2 separate regions of the Lactuca sativa genome follow, and region 2 is linked to region 1. A link is a contact called in public Hi-C data. All regions are on one chromosome and are shown on one strand. The core of a region is the stretch at or near the end of the contact, and the rest is flanking DNA. Distances in the headings are between cores, read along the strand shown. Region 1 holds the start of LOC111889171 (pentatricopeptide repeat-containing protein At3g62470, mitochondrial). Region 2 holds the start of LOC111916156 (lipid phosphate phosphatase epsilon 1, chloroplastic).

Evidence for each region. A called contact is a pair of places that touch in the nucleus more often than the background predicts.
Region 2: a contact with region 1 is called in a Hi-C map of seed, with 8 times the contacts expected there. The contact joins the promoter of LOC111916156 here to the promoter of LOC111889171 in region 1. A contact is called at or near these places in 3 of 4 Hi-C or Micro-C datasets (leaf and seed).

Annotation. Positions count from the first base shown.
Region 1 is chr3:110,895,529-110,898,619 of Lsat_Salinas_v11, forward strand. LOC111889171 (pentatricopeptide repeat-containing protein At3g62470, mitochondrial) reads right to left here and starts at 1,279. Exons shown (of 1, transcript XM_023885311.3): 1 at 1-1,279. The coding sequence starts at 1,147.
Region 2 is chr3:111,319,144-111,322,262 of Lsat_Salinas_v11, forward strand. LOC111916156 (lipid phosphate phosphatase epsilon 1, chloroplastic) reads left to right here and starts at 1,710. Exons shown (of 4, transcript XM_023911792.3): 1 at 1,710-2,312; 2 at 2,441-2,666; 3 at 2,770-2,843; 4 at 2,938-3,119. The coding sequence starts at 1,986.

The DNA.
Region 1 (3,091 bases), core at 29-2,528:
TGTGTGCAACAATGTCGGGTGTGAAACCCTCATCTGTCATCTCATTCCATATCTTTCCTGCTTCTAGAAGATTCCCGAGTTTACACCAACCGTTTAACAACACTGTGTATGTTTGTATGTTTGGAGTGAACTTACCTTTTAAGTTGTGAAACAAAACCTGAGCTTCTTTTCCAAGCTTTGATCTTCCAAGATTATCGAGTAAACAGTTGATGCTATCTACTCCAACTTTGAAATTGTGTTTCTTCATCAAATCAAACATTCCTACTGCTTTTCTTCTTTGTTGACCTGCTGCAAATGCTTTGATACAGATGTTGAATGTTTCTAATGTGAGTAATTGTTTCTCACCCATTTCATTGAGTATAGAGATCATGGTTTCGAATTGTTTAGTCTTCCCAAGAATGTTCATCATTGTGTTGTATGTTCTTGAATCATGGTGATACCCTGGTTGTTGTCCTGCCCATGAAAAGAATCTGAAAGCTGGTCTTCTAGCATGTTTAAACCTTTCTAACACATCGATAACCAGATCATGAGTTAAGTTAATCTTACAGTCGTCTAATACAGCTTCCATGTTTCGATCTAGGGCAAATAACTCCTCAATCACGTTACAGATCCTTTTGACTTCCTCTTCATCTGCTACAGATTTCACACCTTCTGTATCTTCCGATTCTGATTCGTCATCAGAATTTACAACTCCGGAAAAACCCCTAATTTGGTTGTGCCGTTTTTTCTCTAATAGATCCATTGAAGGAAGTGATTTAAAGGAATGCACATGATTTGTCATAGGATTCACACACCTCGTCGATTGTGAATGCGAATTCACAGGAATATACCTAAGGTGTGAAGTTACTAACACTTCTTCTTGTACAGAAGAGATCCAAGAGGAGTGTGGCAAAATAAATGGAACTTGACAGTGAGTACGACGGAGACTATTATCATCACAAGCAGAAAAAATACGAGACAAGGGCAAAGAGCTACCGTTAAGCAAGAGCACTTCCCTTCGAAAGGGTTCTCGTCTTCCTCGAGGCGTCGCCGCTGCTTGTCGTCGGTGAATGACAGAGCATACGCCGGCGGCGGCCCTGTGGAAGATTCCGCCATCTTTGAGCTTTAACTCCGACAAAATTGACCGATTCTTTAGATTAACAGCCATTAAACTCCATGGATATTGTTAGATTTAGTAGATGCACCGACTAGCGGCGAATCGGCGATCAGTATCGGTGATTGGAGTGGTGAAGATAGGGAGTGTAAACTGTAACGTACAACTAACGATGACAGATATTGTTTTTCGGATTTTGTTTTAAAGAAAAAGTGTTGGGCTAGCTAATTTGATTTTAGACCATGGACTCTTCTTTATCCATTTAAGTGCCCATTTATTGCTATGTAAATTGTAAAGTCTAAACCAAATGTAAGGCCCAACTAATGATATAAAGCAAGTTATGTGTGTTTTGAAAATATTAGGGTAAACTACTGAAATCGTTTTTATGATTTGGTCAAATTTGTATGTTTGATCAATAATCTTTTGTTGCATTCAGATCCTCCTTATGGTTTGATTTTGTTACGTTTTTCATCCTTATGAGTTGATCAAAATTGCACGTTTGGTTCCTAATTTTATGTATGAAAGTGGACGATCTGAGTGCAAAAACAAAGTTGGGGACCAATTTTGACCAAACTATAAGGTAGATTTTAGTAATTTACTCAAAATATTATTTTGATGTTTAATATGAAAAATTAAGGTCTAATTATAGCATATAATATCTTAATATTCGGCATATAGAATAACTTTATTGGTCTATTTATGTGTCATTATGCATTCAATGTATGTCATAAGTCAAACTTATTCCAAGTTTTCGTTCAAAAGCTTGATGTATGGATAGTTATCAAGAAGAATAATTCTTCGTAACAACACAACATATATATGGTTAATGTGGCAACACCCTATAAATTGAGGATCTATAAATTGAGGGTCTGAATTAAAGGTTGACCTTTTACTCTTTCGGAAAATATCCTTTGTTCTATTACTAGGAGTTTCTGAAACTCAAACTAGTCGTTATTTTGATCATCAAGAATAAACTTATTCCGAGCAATCAACCATTGAAATTGAGTTAAGAATTTCTTTTCACAGATGAGGTATGAGGTCTTGTTTGGTGTTTGTGGAATAACAACCATGTACATTGAATTTGGTATCTTTATTTGGTGGCATATGTGAGAACATGAGAAAAATATTGTTCTCACACTATCTATTTTTGTGGTGCTTAACATGGTTGGCAAAAGTTTTTTCTACCATTGGAGAAAACATCTAATCACTAAAGGATATGTTTCTTTTAAAGTTCAATGGTTGTTGTGTGTGATGTCGTTTTAATTTTGGACCTTTTGGTACCCAAGAATCCATGATGATCTCATATCATTATTCTAAAACAAGTTCTTGTTCTCTGATTTAGGTTCTTGAATTAAAGAGAGAGGAATAGTATTCAAACACAATAAAATGGATAGGGGTTTAAAGAGAGAAAGTGGTATTCTGTTTTTGATCGCCAAAAAAATCATATTAACCGAAGACTAGCCCTCAAAGATATGATAATCACGATTTGACATTATCATAAGTAGTCTTAACTATCAGTCGATCACCCATTATCATAGCCCTCAAACAAAATTACTATTTGCCATTAGAAAGGTTTTAAACACAGAACTTTACTAATGATTTTTTTTGTTGTTTCAAAATAAAATTATGTTCTTTATTACCTTAAAACATGACAAATCATTAAAGTTTATATTGATCTGCTCTATGTTCTCTCTTATAGCAGATACAACATGCTTTCTTTGTTTTATCATACTTCAGTTTTAAATTTTGTTACGAATTATCCAAACCTTTTTTTTTCAATATTGTTTTTGCATGTTGTCTAAAATTCTATTAATATTTTACAATTTGTTATAACCTTTTTACATTTTTTTTTTTATATTTTTGTCAATGTCCTCTTTATGTATTTGTTTTTATGTATGCTTTTTAATTCGTTTCAACAAAATAGTGTTTTCTTTTTCACAATTCTTTTTTATAGAGTTGTTTTCTATACTTTTTTTTTTACATTTTAGTTTTCTTGCA
Region 2 (3,119 bases), core at 460-2,959, 420 kb after region 1:
TTTAATTTTATTAAACTAACCATGTATTTCAAAAATATGAATAATAATTTGGTTTATTTTTAAGGACAAATACCATAAAAGTCCTAAGTTTTACACACGTAGTTGGAAAAAGCCCTAACATTTTTTTTGTTGGCTTTTGCCACAACTTTTACATAAAGTTATCACTCTAACCCACTTAACCAGTTTCATGGTTAACTCTGTTATCTTTCTTGCAAAATTGGTCCTTGTGGTTAACTTTTTCATCTCACGTCTCCGTAGTCACTGCCACAACCACATGCAACTTCAAAAATTGATCCCTTAAATCGTCGTTAAGCCACAAATTGAGGCCTCCACTATGTTCGCCCCACCCTTGCGACCACAACCCAACCAACCTCGTTGTCTCTAGCTCCGCCGGAGAGCCTTGTTTCCAAAAACCCACCCTCACCTGCAAACGGTTGTTACAGCCTCCATCACCCTTCCATTCTCTAAATCGCTATCACCTTTCTACTCCTCTCCCCATCGCGGACAAACCCACCCTCACTAGAGAATCCTATTCTCGCCGGAAAATCTCAAAATTAGTCAATAAATTACTGGGACATGTGGTATAAGTTGAAAACTTTTTGGACATATGGTGGACTTTTTTGCAAATTACAGCGACCAAATTTGAACTTTAAACCCAATTTTAGGATTGATTTTGCAAGATATATAACAAAGTTAACCATGAAAGTGGTTAAGTAGACTAGAATGATAATTCTGCGTGAAAATTATGGTCAAAGCCTGTTAAGGTTTTTCCCAACTACACGTGTAAAACTTGAGAAATTTATTTGTATTTATCATATTTTTAAATCCAACATGTTACCATCTTTTTTGTTTCTTTCAGTGTTGTAGAAATTGGCCTTGGTGACCGATTAATTGTTTGACGGTCTTGAACTAATTATGATTATGTTGTTTGGCGGAAATTGGTCAAACTCGGGCTTGGCTGTCATAGACGAGAAATATTTAAAAAAATTCGAAATTTTTATTTTCAATTATTACACTAAAATTTAAATTTTTTTAATTTTTAAGTTTTCAAATTTTAAAATATTATATTAAAATTTCCAAATTTTCATATTTTTAAAATTTTAAATTTTCAAATACTTAATTTTTTAGGAAATATTAATTTTTTAAATAATTTCATTAATATTAGGGTCCCTGATTAATCCCCGTCTAATCTAATTAATTGTTTATCGTCAGTCGAACGTCGTCGAGCTACCGTCAAACGATTTTTACAACATTGGTTCATTTATAAAACCGTCCAGTATAGGTATCACGAAACCCTCCGTGGTCCAGGTGGACATGGTGGTTGTCCGTGAACACCATCCTGGTCCTTTCGTGGTGTTGATCTGAAACCACAAGCATGGTCTCTCGTTTTGCCCACCATATTCTTTTGTTGTGAGTATACCGGATTGAAAATGAAAGGAAGATGGAAGAAGAAGATGACAAGGTGTCGTGGTGTGTATACATGAAGGACTAAGTTCACCCTATCGGGTTCTTCAACATAATCATATAAAACCAGACAAAAACATAAAACATATCATTTTAGTAGCCAAATTTAAAACACAAAGCAAGGCTATTATTATATGATTATAGGCTATATTGTTAATAACAAGATGAACCCTAAAAACAATGAGAAATGTAATTTATTTGTGACACAACCCTATCCATATATGCATAAGGCATATGCCCTTTCGTGTCCAGTTGAAGTATTTTGACCCGGTCCGCTGATGAAAGCTGCCGTGGATAGTTGACTTACCGATCCAGTTGCAACAATTTCAAAACCCTAATTACTAATCTTGAATGCAGGAATCAAGATCAACAAACTACTTCGATTCCCTTTTTGGAGTTTTCTACACGACACTACCTACCTGTTTAAATAACAACCTCTCAATCCATCTCAACATCTCCAATATATCCGGAAATAAACCCTAATCGATGCAGATCACCTCGTCATCTTCTCTAATTACACTATGTTGTTTGCAGTGGTGTCGATCTTGATAAGCCCACCACCAATTTTGAACCAATTTCATAAGTTCGATATTCATCGGAAAACCCCCTTTTCTACTCCCGTTTTTCGTACCTTGAAGGAATCTGCAATTGGATATCCGAAATCTGTTAGACTGAAGAAAATGAAGGTTGAGGAATCGATTGAGACGGGGATACTCAGCGGTGGTGGTGGTGATAATGAACGTTTTAGTCCTGCAGTTTCCGCTTTAGAACAGGAAACTTTGATCGATTATGGAGGTGATTCATTTCATCAAACAGTTGGTGGGCTACACACAGTTGTTAATCGTTTGGTTGGTATTGTTGTTTCCTTACATTTATTTCCCCATATCCAAATTAGATTCTGCCAGAAAACACAATAACCTCAAATCATTCATTTGTTTTCGATTCTCTCTTATGGATTGTTGAAATTGCGTATCAGAGTAAATGGGTGGTAGCTGCAATTTTCGGTGGATTCATTCTGTTGAGACACGATGCTCTTGCATTATGGGCTGCAATGGGGTCTGTTCTGAATGTTATACTATCAATCACTTTGAAGCAGATTTTGAAACAAGAACGCCCTGTTTCTAGAGTAAGTTCAGGCCATGGAATGCCATCTTCGCATGCCCAATCCATCTTCTACGCCACCTTAATCTTGATATTGTCAGGTAATTAACATTCTTTTCTACTCGATCATCACTTCATTTAATAACTTCATCTTTTTCTGAAACTTTTATGTGTTTCATCATCATCATCATGTTGTAATGACAGTGATCAAAGGTCAAGGATTGAATGTAGTTACAGGCGTCTTTAGTGTTCTTGTTGTAGCTCTTGGTTCTTATTTCGTAAGTATACTTACATACATTTAAAATTGGATTAATTATTTGTGTAATGCGAATTTGTTTTTAATCAAACTTTCGAATTGGATTATTTATGCAGTCATGGCTAAGGATTTTACTACGATATCACACTACAAGCCAAGTTGTTGTGGGTGCAATTGTGGGGTCCATTTTTTCAGTGTTATGGTTTTCAGCATGGGAAGCGATTGTTTTCAAGGCATATAACTCGATTTTGTGGGTTCGAATTCTTGTAATTGTTGGAGCTTTTTGTTTCTGTTTAGG